5 separate regions of the Mus musculus genome follow, and regions 1, 2, 3 and 5 are each linked to region 4. The links are chromatin contacts, called in public ChIA-PET, HiChIP or PLAC-seq, Micro-C and promoter capture Hi-C maps. All regions are on one chromosome and are shown on one strand. The core of a region is the stretch at or near the end of the contact, and the rest is flanking DNA. Distances in the headings are between cores, read along the strand shown. Region 1 has its middle 23 kb from the start of Prickle2. Region 2 holds the start of Tmem43 (transmembrane protein 43). Region 3 holds the start of Prickle2 (prickle planar cell polarity protein 2). Region 4 holds the start of Mrps25 (mitochondrial ribosomal protein S25). Region 5 holds the start of 1810044D09Rik (RIKEN cDNA 1810044D09 gene).

Evidence for each region. Hi-C and Micro-C count contacts between places; a contact is called where the count stands out from the background. ChIA-PET counts read pairs in DNA pulled down with a chosen protein or histone mark. HiChIP or PLAC-seq counts read pairs in DNA pulled down with a chosen protein or histone mark. Capture Hi-C pulls out chosen DNA fragments and counts their contacts.
Region 1: a contact with region 4 is called in a Micro-C map of embryonic stem cells, with 4 times the contacts expected there. The contact joins the enhancer-like site here to the promoter of Mrps25 in region 4. A contact is called at or near these places in 2 of 39 promoter capture datasets (hippocampal neurons and liver), 1 of 484 Hi-C or Micro-C datasets (embryonic stem cells) and 1 of 115 datasets of contacts at active chromatin or transcription factors (astrocytes).
Region 2: a contact with region 4 is called in a promoter capture Hi-C map of liver, with 3 times the contacts expected there. The contact joins the promoter of Tmem43 here to the promoter of Mrps25 in region 4. A contact is called at or near these places in 7 of 39 promoter capture datasets (3T3-L1-derived adipocytes, cranial neural crest, hippocampal neurons and 3 more), 6 of 115 datasets of contacts at active chromatin or transcription factors (astrocytes, bone marrow-derived macrophages, embryonic stem cells and 3 more) and 2 of 9 other capture datasets (liver and pancreatic islet).
Region 3: a contact with region 4 is called in an H3K4me3 HiChIP or PLAC-seq map of embryonic stem cells, with 3 times the contacts expected there. The contact joins the promoter of Prickle2 here to the promoter of Mrps25 in region 4. A contact is called at or near these places in 3 of 39 promoter capture datasets (embryonic stem cells, hippocampal neurons and liver) and 3 of 115 datasets of contacts at active chromatin or transcription factors (astrocytes and embryonic stem cells).
Region 5: an RNA polymerase II ChIA-PET map of memory CD8 T cells shows a contact between it and region 4, with 8 read pairs. The contact joins the promoter of 1810044D09Rik here to the promoter of Mrps25 in region 4. A contact is called at or near these places in 2 of 115 datasets of contacts at active chromatin or transcription factors (bone marrow-derived macrophages and memory CD8 T cells).

The regions. Positions count from the first base shown.
Region 1 is chr6:92,727,395-92,730,094 of GRCm38.p6, forward strand. No RefSeq gene overlaps it. Among named protein-coding and RNA genes, the nearest start is that of Prickle2, 23 kb to the left of the region's middle. Within about 2 kb of position 1,312, at least 67 of the 459 cell types and tissues checked have an H3K27ac peak or open chromatin away from gene starts, as enhancers often do. A contact at or near this core is called in astrocytes, embryonic stem cells and hippocampal neurons, where this site is marked.
Region 2 is chr6:91,472,389-91,475,088 of GRCm38.p6, forward strand. It overlaps Tmem43 (transmembrane protein 43), which reads left to right and starts at 1,319. Exons shown (of 12, transcript NM_028766.3): 1 at 1,319-1,510. The coding sequence starts at 1,499. It overlaps Chchd4 (coiled-coil-helix-coiled-coil-helix domain containing 4), which reads right to left and starts at 1,035. Exons shown (of 3, transcript NM_133928.2): 1 at 928-1,035. The coding sequence starts at 949.
Region 3 is chr6:92,704,887-92,707,586 of GRCm38.p6, forward strand. Prickle2 (prickle planar cell polarity protein 2) reads right to left here and starts at 1,298. Exons shown (of 9, transcript NM_001081146.2): 1 at 1,218-1,298; 2 at 460-545. The coding sequence starts at 1,259.
Region 4 is chr6:92,182,753-92,185,452 of GRCm38.p6, forward strand. It overlaps Mrps25 (mitochondrial ribosomal protein S25), which reads right to left and starts at 1,271. Exons shown (of 4, transcript NM_025578.4): 1 at 1,088-1,271. The coding sequence starts at 1,221.
Region 5 is chr6:91,439,593-91,442,374 of GRCm38.p6, forward strand. It overlaps 1810044D09Rik (RIKEN cDNA 1810044D09 gene), which reads left to right and starts at 1,395. Exons shown (of 2, transcript NR_038153.1): 1 at 1,395-1,566; 2 at 1,850-2,163. It overlaps 4930471M09Rik (RIKEN cDNA 4930471M09 gene), which reads right to left and starts at 1,262. Exons shown (of 3, transcript NR_045980.1): 1 at 769-1,262.

The DNA of each region.
Region 1 (2,700 bases), core at 62-2,561, 540 kb after region 4:
TAGTATTTTCCGTGCACTATCTAATCCAAACCTCCCAAGGCACAAGTTAAGAAACACACCCACGATTACACATGGAGGAATCCACAGATCAGCCTTAGATACCAAGGAGTCCAACTCCAAGATCATGGCCTTAACCACCTCACAGTCTCCCTGCCTGTCTGAATCCTTCTGTTATTCTGCAGGGAAAAGCCAAGCTCATTAGAGGCTCATGATCTCCCCCACCCCCACCCCACCCCCAATCTCTTCCTCCTGTAATACCAGCTTCGTGGAGACCTAGCAGATAGCATCCTCTGAGGATTATTTTTAAAAATGAATTCCTTTCTCAGCTCTCCTCCCTCCCAAGCCCCATATGATGAACAAAAGTTGCCAGGTTGCTGGCTCCACACATGGTATGTTATTCACGGGCTGCTCTGCTGCGATGAGCCAACTCATTAGTTTCAAAGCTGCAGATTAATCTTACATTTCTGTTTCCTGGAGGTGAAAGGTCATTTTTTATCTCCTTAGCTTTATCCACCACCCAGGAGGAAATTGGATCTTTAAGCATGAGGGACCTTTCTCCCCACGAAGCAGCTGTTCGAGCTTCTCTTCTATGTTTTGAGTGAAAAACGGATACAGAGAACTGGAATTGTGTGTGTGTGTGTGTTTAAACCAAACCAAACCAAACCCAAAAAAAAAAAAAAAAAAAAAAAAAAAAAAAAAAAAACAGAAGAGCATCTTTTAAAAGTAAGAGAAATCTTGTAAATTGTGGGGCAGGGGGAAAAAAAAAAAAAAAACAACGAGGAAGAGGCTAGTGCAAGTAGTGTTGAGAACGTTAGATACAAAACAAATGCTCCCCAGCAAGATGAAGTTGGTAAGATTTAGAAGGCGAAGGCCTCCCTCCCCTCCCCCAGCTCAGAGCTTTGCACTCGCCCTCTGATGCCGCCTAGTGGTGAAATCTAATATGGCACCAGCCCGAGAGAAGAGATGATTATTCAAGCACCACCTCCCAAAACACGGGTAGATTTGGGCCTGAGAGACAGCAGCTGGATGGTTAGCTTTAGAAATCATACTCGTACGATTGCTAACAAAAGGTAGACGCTTGTAAGGGGGCTCTGCTGCTGTGGAAGTGGTTCATGTCCATGAAACACTTCAAGCTTGGTCTCAGTTGCTTTCCAGACCGTTGAGGAGCCGGCCCTAGAGAACAGCACACGATTCCCAGGTTGTGCTGCCCCAGTTAGATCGCCATTTCTCCTGCGTAGCCATGGCTGAATCAGAGTTGCATTGAGGAGGGAAGAAAGCTGTATTGAACTCTGCTTGCTTGGGCTCACTGCAGCTATTGTCTGGCACTTAAGGCTGTAATCAGAGTGAACACACTGACCACTGTTTATTTTCCCCACCGGGCTTTCTCCCAACATTTTCTCCCATCTCCACAGGGAGATTTGGCATTTAAAGAGAGCGTGGGGGAGGGGAGAGTGTGGCAGAAAGGTTGGGTTCTTCCAGAGAATAAAGAAAGCAAAGGCTCTTTATAACTGGAGATGTTTCTATGTGGCGAATGCCCTAGAGGAAATACAACATGCACTGAAGCATTGACATGATACTGTCCCATGAGGCATCAAGTAACCTTCTTGCAACACAGCATCCACCAAAAATGCCCCATAATGAGGCTGAGATGTCTCAGTGGGTAAACCGCTTCCGGCACAAGCGTGAGGACTTGAGTTGAGATCCCCAACACCCATGTAGAAAGCCAGATGTGACAGCGCATGCTTATAATCCCAGCACCAGGGAGACTGAGATAAGAGGGTCCCGGGGCTTGCTGGCCCGCCAGGCTAACTGGATTGATGAGCTCCAGCTTCAGTGAGAGACCCTGCCTCAAAAACTAAGATAATGATGGAGGAGGATACCAGAAGTCAACCCCCAGTCTCCAGAAGTGCACCCCACCCACCCCACCCCACTCACAAATAAAATAATAATAATGCCCACCGTTATCTTAGAACTGAGTAAAGACACCAACTACTAAATCAAGCAAGGACAGAGAACGGGGATAGGAAAGTGGGATTTGGAGGAAGAAAGCAAGCACAGCACCTGCAGCTTTGGATCACTTAGTTCAGCACTATATTCAGAAGGGGCTTAATGACCACATGAAGCACGGGCACAGAGACATGTTTATCACCTGTCATGCCCCCAATTCAGGTCTGTTCTCCTTAAAGGACAATCATGGAGGGATATCAGTGTACTGGAGACTAGAGAGTCCTGTGTCCATGCAAATCTTGGGGCTGGCAAAGAAAGAATTGGGCTAATTGAGAGCCAACCATGGACTCAGCAGCTAGCCGATACTTTTCTCCTCTGGGTTGAGCTGTACTTCGAGGAAAGATGTTGCATTGCCAAGTGGAGGCCATTAGCGAGCCAAATCTACCTTGCAAGGGAGAGCAGTCAAGGCACAGACTTCCTGATTTTGATTACTGGAGTCAATACATGGTCTTGTGGTGATTAGCTCCTAGCTCTTATTTATACCCTCTCTAGCTACATGGAGATGAGAAACATCTGAGTCCTGGCTTAGTATAGGCTTACTATGGATTTAATATTCTACAATCCATTCTGGGGATGGTGAAGGAGAATAAGTCATTTTGTCTGCTCAGCATCCTTTATATTTCTTTCACTGCCAACACCATGATTTCTTCTTCACATTCAGCCCTATGGTTTTCTACAGGCTCCTTTCCTTTA
Region 2 (2,700 bases), core at 69-2,568, 710 kb before region 4:
GGGCCTTCTAACTGGATGTATGGCCTTGGGTGGATCACTTCCTCCTTTGTACCTCATGTTCTCTAGACTTAAGAGTAAAGGAGCTGAGAATTCTGGGTGAACCAAGTCTCTCTGTAGCTTTGTATTCTCAAGAGCCCTCCAACTCTTTCCTGCCTTGGGCACGTGCTTCGTGAATACCAGAGTAAATGACGCCTGATCTCTCAATTTACAGGAGTGGAAACTAGGGCCTGGCGGGTTTGGCAGCTCAGACATAAGAAGCCAGTCAGTGCTGGGAGACCTTAGAGCAACAGATTGGTCTGGATTCTTCTGGGTTGCTGCTTACAGGTAACAACAGGTAGTGAGTGGTCCTCAACGTGGCTAGAAATGACGGAAGAAAGGAAGCTCTTTCATAGCGGGTCCCGGTTTCGTGACCTGATGTGGGTTCCTGGATCGAGTAACCTGTCTTAATTTTCCGTTTGATAAGACGTGGACAGTAAGGGAACCCGACATATAAAAATGGCTACGTTAAGTTTAAAAGCGTGCCTAGTACACAGAAGGCGCTCACTAAATGCTCCTGCCAGATGCACTTCAGCACGCCCACTCTAGCCCAAGCGGTAATTTTTCGGGATAGCTAAAAAGCCTGGGCGGGATAGAACCACGTGGGGAGTGCTAGGAGCGACGGTGTCTAATTCCTAACAGTCCCCGATTCCCAGCCAGAGACAACGTGCTCCACACTGGCCAGGCCCACGTGAGGCCCTCCGAGGCCCGGGTTCGGGCTTCACCTTGACCTTGGACCGGCCTCGTTCCTCACGGAGCCTCTGCCTCTCTCGTCTGGAAACCGCCGCGTGAGGCCCACTAAAGGGCCCACAGCCGCTCGGTGGAGACCACTTGATCGCGTGTCTCTCGCAGGCCCGTCCCGGCCGGTCTCCATGGCAGCGCCCGACTCACCTTCCTGCCGGCAGTAGGACATGGTTGTTCCCGACAGTCCTCTGCAGCTCGCAGAGGCAGCGGGCGCGGCTGGAGCGGATACACCTTCTCGCCGTGACCTCCCTCGCCGCTTCTCAGGCCTGGCGGGTGGCACTGAGGCCCGCACAGACCCGCCCCCTCCAGGCCTGCCCGCCGCGCGCCTGCCTCCGCGCGTCCTAAGCACCAGAACCGCTTCTCAGTCGAAAACTACACTGACCAGCAGCCCTTGCGCCTCTCCAACTAGACCGATACTACATTTCCCAGAAATCTTGCAGCGCGCACGCGCACCAGTGAAATACAGTGGTTTGTAATTTTGTGGCGAACGTGTCAGACGTCGGACTACATTTCCCAGCAGCCCTTAAGATGCGCACGCGCAGACAACTTGAGGCTTAGGCAGGGCGGTAACTTTTGTCCTGCGTCCCGCCAGGTCCTGGATTCCACGAGAAGTCTTGCAGCTCTGTGGCAGACAGGAGGTCACCGTATTCTGCGTTCCGGTCGTCAGCCCAATTCCTAGCGGAATAGAGCAAGACGGCGGCAGCGAACCAAGCCCACCATGGCAGCGAACGTAAGTGCTTCCTGATGCCCGGGTGACACCATCATCCGGGCCGCTTTTTCCCTGGATCCGCGCTGGGTCTTACAGGGGTGCTACCCCAGTGGGTGCAGCTGCCCTCAGCTCTCTGAGCTTCTCCATCTCGGGCTGCGCGTTTGTGGGCCTCAGCAATTAGTCGAGTCCGCTCGTGCACGGCTGCTTCTTCCACTCCTAGTTTCTCTCTGGGCCCCTGGGGATACGAAACTTGGGGAACTTGGGGAACTGAAGGACCACGGGGAAAGTGTCTATTGGTGAGCAGACTGATGAGGTGATCCTGCCCAGGTGGAACTGTCCAGCAAATGCTTCTTTGGTCTTCGCTCCCTAGGGGGTGTGTACTCAAAGGCTGTGTGATGCTACTGTAGCTGGACTAGCCTGGCTGGATGACGTGGAGAGGGAGACTTTTCTCTGCTGCCGGGTTCCTGGTGCACTGATTTGGTTAGAGCCCCTAGCTGAGGATAGTTCACCCAGACCTCTGGCCTCTTCCTACTGCAACTAGTCCTTAAGAATTTTCCTAGTGAATCTTAACATTCATTCAACAAACGGAGCAACACCACCTACTAGGGGACTGGGTGTGGGAGAAGCCGGTGAGTCACCAGTGCCTCTGGTGAAAGCGCCTCTGAAGCCATCTCAGGAGCACTGCCAGCCCCAGGCACACCCTTACTCCCTCCTTGGTAGAGTGTCACTACAGCCCTCCTTGGGCCTGTTACACCCTCTTCCCAGGCCCCTCCTCAGTCCGGCAGACTTCACCTCCTGGGAGGCCGGAGTTTGTTTCACCCACTGTGCAAGCAATATCTGTTTGGCATATTGTCTGGCCCTGGCAGGGGAAGAGAACCAAAGGTTAGGAATGCTGCACTGGAGCCAGAGGAGAAGGCAACCAGCAGGCCAGCCTGGCAAGAGCAGGCAGACCCCTTCTGATCCATCTCATCAGCGTCATATCTCACCGTTCCCCAGAAGAAGACACCTGCTTGGGGGCTCGTAGCCAGCTTGGCATGCTACATCCCCAGCCTGGGAAGGTGCTGATGAGGGCAGACTTTGGAGACAAGCCCGGAGGCAAATCCAGATTCTTCTACTCTAACTCCTTTGGGTTTACTCTCTCATGGGATCAGTTACTTTGAAATTTGAGGAAGGTTGCTGGGCACAGAGCCTGGTACATGGGAGGTACTTAA
Region 3 (2,700 bases), core at 48-2,547, 520 kb after region 4:
AGGCTGCCTGAAAATCAACATTCGAGGCACATTAATAAGAAACATCTGGCTACGGGAAGAGGTTGACACAGCACAGGCAGGCAGTGGTGGATTTGTGGTTGGGACCCAGAGTTACAAGGACTGAACTGAAAGCACAATCGGAGAACACCAGTTCGTCTAGGCAATCCTCCACCCACTGCACCACGGAGCCTAGCAACACCGCCATGCTCCGGGTTTGAATTGTTTGGGGCAGAGTTACCTAGAGACTTCCCACTTAAAGCTCTGGCATCAGGAAAATGCATCTCCTGCATCCTCCAGTGTCTGGCCACCACTTCCACCTTCAATATTTGTAGCAGATGTAGCTGGGCTCTTAAAGGAACAGTGTTTGCATTCTTTCCATGTGACTTACAGGATAGACTTAAAAGGGGGAAAGTGTATTTATTTTTCTTCCCTAGTGTTGTGTGTTTAAGACCATCCTACCTCCATTTGTGCAAGGCGAACCCGGGACACTGGTCACCACAGGCGTTACATGGCTGGCCTCTCTCAATCCGACCCAGTCCAGTCAACTTCAAAACAAAAAGACAACACAAGCGTGTCCACCACCAGGGCTCCCCTCAAAGCCCCACTTGTATCCTAGGCAGGAAGGCCTGCCCCTCCCACCCCGCCTCTGTGATTGGACTCAACTGTTTTCTGATGTTGGGGACTTGGGACCAGATTCTCCCACCTGGAGAAGGGCATGTGATTCCAGGTGGGCTGTCTATATAGAGAGCATGGGCACCAAACCACCAAGAAATGGCTTGGCTGGGGCTTTGTCTCCCCCAGACACCTTGGTCACCGGTTTCTAAGAAACAAAAGCAAGACCTTTCCGTTCCCTGGAGTTGCGGGGACCACCTGGTGGCTGTCCTGGACTAAGCCAGGGTTCCCTAGAAGAGGGTAGCTGGGACGCCCAAAAGCCAGTCCCAGGTCCTGTTTCTCAGCTGGGGTTCCCATATTCCTTACGAGAAGAGGAAAAGAAAAAGGTTCACCCGCGGTGCCCTGAACTATGGCATTTAGGGTCCAGGTCCCTGGTGGCACTGTCGCCCGGCCTGGGGTAGGGCCCAGCCCCTCGCGCGCCCGCGGGGCCAGCTTACCTGGGGCCACAGGTGCGCGGCCGCGGGGTGGAGAGGGGCTGGGCCCGGGCGCTGGCTGCCGGCGGTGGGGACCGGGCGGGCGGCTCCGCTCGGGTGGAGGACACTCACCGAGCGGCGGGACAGTCTTTTCCGCGAGCTCCGGCTGAACATGGCCGGGCGCTTCCCGCACGCAGCGCTGTCGGTTGAATGTGTCCGCGCTGCAGCCGCCGGGAGGGCGGGTGGACTGGGCTGGTGCGGTCGTCAGCCGGGCGGTCTCCGCCTAGCTGTCCCGCCTGGTTCGGGAGAGCACGTTTCCCCTCCTCCCTTCCCTCTGCAGCTCGCTCCCCGCCTGCTGGTCCCTCCCCTCTCGGCGAGCTCCCCGCCCTCCCCCAGCCAGTCCCATCCTCTCTGGCACCAGCTGAGGCCACTTTCTCTTTTCTCCTGCTTCCTTGCCCTCTGGGGAGAACTCTTTGGCTGGCCCAGCCCCTAAAAGCTCTTCCGCTCACTCTGGTCCCTGAAGTTAGGAGGCAGGGGACACTTCACAGACATCGGGAGGAGATGCAAAGATGAGAGATTTTCACATTAAATTTAAACATTTAAACTCTTCTTCCACTGTGTATTAATGATCTCTCAAAATTTGTTAAACTTGTGTGCTTATCAATATATGTGTCTAATATAAATGTATGCATATAAATGTATGTATCTATATGCAGACAGACAGACAGACAGACAGACAGACAGACAGACAGACAGATAGATAGATAGATAGATAGATCGATAGATGGGTGTGGGAGTGTCTTACTATGTAGCCCTGGCTGGACTATGTAGAACACACTGGTCTTTAACTCACAAATACTGGCCTGCCTCTGGCTTTTGAGTACTGGGATTAAAGTCATGTACCACCATTACCTGCCCTCTTATCAATCCCTTAAAAATAAATAAATAAATAAATAAATAAAGATGTAACAGAAGACTTTATCTTATAGCATGGTTGAAGGATGAGTCAGGTCATGTGCAGTGGTTGTAACTGGCACAAACTCAGGACTGATGCAAGATTAGAGATGGAAAACAAGGATGTTGTTCTAACAGGCAAGACTATGGTGTCCACTAGTCATTGATACATCCGCTCAAATAGCACTTCCCCTGAACTCTCTCCACCACCCACTAAGCCATCCCTTACACATTCATGACATACAAATCATGTGTTGACATCTGTTCTCAACCAAACCCAAATGACAGAAGGGCCCTGTCTTCTTTGCTTAGGCACATATGTAGGTTTGTATACTCTGGATACTCCTGCAAGTCAAAAGAAGACAATTTGTCATCACTGAGAAGAAGATGGTCATCTTCTGGCTTAGCATTTTATATCTGGGCCATTGAAGTTGAATGAAGAGAAGCCATCTCCACCTGGGATAACCCAGCAAATGGGGGGCGGGGGGCAAGATACCTATCTATCAAAATCAAAGGAATAGCCAGATGCAACTCAGACACCCCCTTCTTCATCAGAACAAGCTGTCCACGTTCACCAATAAGACAACGAAGTTTAGTTTGGTTCTAAGGAGAGGCATGTAAGGCCTTTGCCTCAGGAGCACAATTTACAGAGAATAAATTC
Region 4 (2,700 bases), core at 21-2,520:
CCAAGTCAGCCAGCTCCTTAGAAACATTATCTTTGGTTGAATGCTAATGTATCCACACATACACAAACACAGGGTCGGGTGGGGTGGAGACCTTTAAGTAATTACATCAACACAAAACTTGAAAAAGTGAAAGAACTGCTTCTGGGGAGGAAACACTGCCCTGAAAGCTCCACAGCACACCACCCAAAAGCTTGAAGGCAGAACTTGTCAGCAAGTCTCTGTCTTCCCATCCCAAAGCACAGAGCCTTGTGCCCACAAACCAGATAGATATAGATGCACCTACTGGATCAAATGGGCACAAGGTCAGCACCTGTTGCACTCTGCCAGGCACTTTATTCTCCAGCAACCCCACACCACCACCAACACACTGATGTTGTGGTGTTCCGCCTAGGAAAAATGCTGTCAGAAGTTGAGAGAACTTGTGTGATCCCAAGGTCATACAACTAGTTAAGAGGCCTTTGCATATGCATAAACTCCTGACAAGTGGGGAGTAGAGCCCGAACCCTCTGGTCCACCGAGAGGGTTCCAGAGAGCCCTCACCCCAGCAGATCCCAGGCTAGCAAATCTTAGGTCTTGGGGGTCAACTTGACCAGAGAAAATGGCTTGAAGGCGGCTTCTGGCTCTCATGAAGTCAAGGTCTTTGCCACAGGGGCCACTCTCCACCTTGAAAATTATTCTCTTCTCTCTTTCTGATCCGTTCTACAAATCCACTTCTATCTACAGTCATGTTTATCCCGTACTGTGGAAAATCCCAGTACTGAACCCAGCGTTTTGGGCGCTCAATAAATGTGCAGTAAGTTCGGAAGGGTCCAAAGCATTGCTCAGAGATGATAAACGGGTCAATGAAACCTTTCATTCATCAAGTGTCCTAAGCAGCAGCAAGCCATGCTGTGCACAGGTGCGGAAACTTACTACTCCGCTCCCAAGGCGTTCCCCGCGCCACAGCCTCGCACAAGGGGCCAGCCTTCCAGCCGCAACCCATCCCTCCGGTGGAGGAGCACTCGGGTTTCTATCGGGGATCAGTCGGGATGCCCTCCACTGCCTCAGCTTCTTTCACTGAACCCCGAGGGCTGTGACCCACACTGACCTGGCGCCTTCGCCCAGTTCCCCATACGTGTTGTAGTTCACGGTCATGATCTTCACAGACTCCTTGAATACCACGTCCCCGCGACCCAGGTACTGCAGCGTACGGCGGATCGGGAAGCGACCCTTCATCGGCATGGTGGAAGTCAGGAACTCCTCAAGCCGCGGACCAGCGCGGCTCCGGGAATCTTGGGAGGCACTTCCCGGCGGCCAGCGCGGCCGCGGGGCAGCCTGGGACTCGTAGTTTGGGCCCGGGCTCGCAGCCGCCTCAGCGTTGGGAATCAACCTGTCGTTTTTGTCTTCACAGAAACCAATTATCTTCTCCCAAGATCTCCAGTTCTGAAGTGAAGAGCTTGACGGAAAAGTCGCTGTTGATTCAAAGGGAAAACTTATTTGCAAAGGAGGAAAGAGTGGCTTGCTCTGGCGCGTCAGGGTCTGCCTCAAAGGACTCTGCTTAGAGGAGGGGGTCGTTCGCTTGTTAAGAGTGGTTGTGACAGATATGACAAGTCAACAATCAACATGTCACTCTGCGCTGCATTTTTTTTTTTAGGATTTATTTTTACCTTACTGTTTTGCTTGTGTGTTGTGGCTGTGCACCACATACACGCAGTGCCCGCAGAGGCTGGAAGAGGGCGTTGGGTCCCCTGAAATTGACCTTACAGAGCTGTGAACTGCCATGTGGGACCTCTAAAAGAGCAGCAAGTGCACTGAACTGCTAAGCCATTTTTCCAGCCCCACTGTAATTTTTAATCGCTGTTTATGGCTGAAATTAATTTTTCTATAGGATTCTCAAGATTTTTTCCCTTTGTAATTATGTAAATTTTCAACTGACTTCCCAGGCTTCATAGATGAACTGTCTACTGATAAGCCCATTAGAGCATTTTTCATCTGTTAATCTTTTATTCTAGTATTTTTTTTTCAAAACTTAAGTGTTCTTTCCTCTGCTCAAATAATCCAACAATTCTAGACATGTCCTGTGCACACATGAAGGCTGGGGGAAAAGTGTCCTGCTGTGTTTCTGTTCTCTTAGTAAGCTCCAGCAATTGGGATTGTAACCCACACTTCTGGGGTTACAGGCACAGATGATCTCACCTAGATTTTTACATGGATCCTGGGATCAGAACTCAGACCCTCAAGTACTCTTACCCACCGAGCCATCTCCCCAGCTACCAAATTGTAAATTGTTTTAGTTTTTTTTTTTTTACTTTATGTCTATATTTTTTAAAAGATTTATTAATTTTATTTATGAGTACACTGTAGCTGTCTTCAGACACACCAGAAGAGGGCATCGGATTCCATTACAGATGGTTGTGAGCCACTATGTGGGTTCTGGGAATTGAACTCAGGACCTCTGGAAGAACAGTCAGTGCTCTAAACCACTGAGCCATCTCTCCAGCCCCTATGTATGAGTGTTTTGCCTGCATATATGTGAACACATCACTAATAAGCTTCAGCTATAACTACATGTCTGAAGAGGAAGGTAAGCTTCTAGAGCATACCCTTGAGAGTGCAGCAGGCGGCTGCAGGGTATCTAATCACACTGTGAGCCCCACAATGGTGTTACTTACTGGAAAAACCTTTTTTAGTTGTGGTATGGCTCAGTCTCAGCACACACCT
Region 5 (2,782 bases), core at 145-2,644, 740 kb before region 4:
TGCATAGGGAGAGGACCTTTGAGTCTACTGCAAACTCACGGGAGGTACCAGGAGTCTCACCAGATAGGAGAGGCACCACTACCATAAAACAGACCTCAATTGACTTAAACTAGGGATCAGTCTTAGAGAATAGATATGAGGGACAGGATACTAGAATCAGACTGAGAGAATGGTTGGGTGTGTGCCCTGGGGAGTTAGGTCTGTGTGTTTGTGCTGTTTTGCCATTCATCCAATGATGGACACCCACACTGAGTCCATGACTTAACAAGTGCTGTACAGGAGTTTATATTCCTTCAGGCGTGGCACAGTCCTGGGCAAGTTATGAAAGGAGTCAGATTAAATCTCTAGATGTTTTCAGGAGAGGCTGCCAGCCCTAACAGCTGCCACACATCCCTCCATATACACCCCCACCACAGATGATGGCTTCTGTGTAGTCCAATGAGAAAATTTTCTTCTTAGGGTACTTTTTAAAACATTTTTGAGACCTGTATAATTAGTCCATTTGTGTCATGAGAAAACTTCGTTTCAGCTGTTTGTTTTTTCAATAAGATGACTTTCCTTAACAGGCAAAAAAGCAGTACTCATCTTTATTATTGATTTGAGATAGTATATATATATTCAGGAAAGTTGTCTTAATTTCACATTAATTACATACATTGCTTTCCTCCTTTATCTTTATACATAAAATAGGCTGTTGATATATCTTGAAGAATTTTAAAGGATATTAAATGTTTGATTAAAAAAAAAAAAGGAGTTCGTGCTGAATACCTGTTCTCTCAGCGAACACTCACTCAATCACAAAGCAAATGTCAGTGTTTCTTCTGGAAAAAATCTTATCCAAAGTTTACAATCAAAATTACAAATGGATGGGATTAGCTCTTAAACATACTAAAAGATGTATCATAGATGTAAAACCAACTGTTTTACAGTTTTCGAGCTCACTCTCATGTGGTTCCACATACTCTGGTTCCAGGAGTTAGTGCTACGGGGCCTGCTCACTCACCCCACAAAAAAATGAGCGATAAGACTGAGGGCGGGAGGTCATTATGAGCTGGTCGCCCGGGAGGGCGAGTTTGGACCGTGCAGTACCTTGCTAGCTGAACAGGACAGGGTTAATGTCTAGAATATACAAAGACTCAAAAAATGAATACCTAGAAGTCAAGTGATGGGCTACGGATATGAGAATACAGTTCTCAAGAGTGTTCAAACGGCCAGTTCCACCCGAATATGAACCGACAGCTAGAATGCCAAGGTAGCTGCACGGGACCTTCCTGCTAGACTGAAGCGCTAGCAATGGAGAAGCTGGGCGGAGCCTCCAGTGCAGTAGCGGCGACGGCGCGGTTACATGACGTCATCCTGAGGCGCTGGCCAGTAGCGTCATCAGTTTGAGCCGCTTTCCTTGCCTTGGTCCCTGAGAACCGTCTTCCGACCCTTCCTCCTTCGGTGCTGACTGCTCCCGCGGCTCTTTACGCTGAGATGTTTCACTGACTTCTGCCTGAGATCTGGAAAAGGAACACTGCCCAATAGATGAACATGTGTGAAAAATAACTTCCAAGGAACATCATGGTACTAAGTATCAAATGGAAAGGGAAAGCGAGCAGGCATATTTCTGCCATGGCAGAAACAGCTCTCATAGGCTTCAGAAATAGCCTCCTCCCCGCCGCACCCCACCCCCACCCCCGAGTTCGTCTTCCTCCTGATGCGGGAGGCTTGACTCCAGGTGTTGTTTAGTTTCCTTATCAGTAGCACGTGATGGGGTTCACATATCCACTGCCAGGTCTAGTGGTTGCTGCTTGTTACTAATCCCGAGGCTATCCTCAGATCCCTCATCTCTTCCGCTTTCTTACAGTGCGCAGGGACTGTGCTAAACAGAAAACTGTCAGTCACTGCGGGAATGTGCCTCCCTGATCGCCGCGATCGCCCGCTGCCGCAGCTGTTTCTCCTTCACACGCATAGGCTCCCTGTCTTGCATGGGAGGGAGCAGACCCAGGGGACACCAGACCAACTTGAGTTCACATGGGTTGACTATCCACACCTCTCTCCTCTGTCTTTGGTATCCCGTGAAGTGTGCTGTGTCTCCTCTACCCTGTGATTCCTGTTCATCTCAGGAAGCAGCTGAAAGGGTCAGGAAGGTCCTGGGACATTAAACTACTGTTTGGATGATGTTTGTCTACACTCATTTTCTGGGGAATGATGCGGCTGCCAGACCACGTTAGTGGTCAACTGTCAGGAGTCACATGTGTCCTGAGTCCCTGTGGCCTGAGGGCTCCAGCTATCCCTTCAGTTCTTGGCACAGAGATGTGCTCATGACTGCTGAGCAAGGACAGCTCACAAATCTGTCAGGTTCGAGAGCTCTTCTGCTTGACCCCCTCACTACAGAGGAGGCATCTGGGACCTCACTGCCTCTGGATGTACATCCACTATCCCTCTTCCCAAAATCCCCACAATCACACCTGGACTCATGCTTCAGGTTTCTGTCCAAGGGCTCCAGCTCCCTTATGGCTGGTCCTGTGATGAGGCAAACCATCGTGGTGGCTGGTGAGCAGAGTGACTTGTCTTAAGGTGGACAGAAAGCAGAGAGAAGGAAGGGACCATGATCAAAACATACCCATACAAGTCACTTACTTTAACAAGTAGGCCTACTTTTACTAGTTCTGCCATTTGACAATCACCATGTGAAATATCACCCTAAGTAGTTGTATATAGCCTGTAACTCAGGGCCCACAGGCATAACAGGAGCTATGAGTATTATCCAACACATCTGTACATACTGTCAATCACG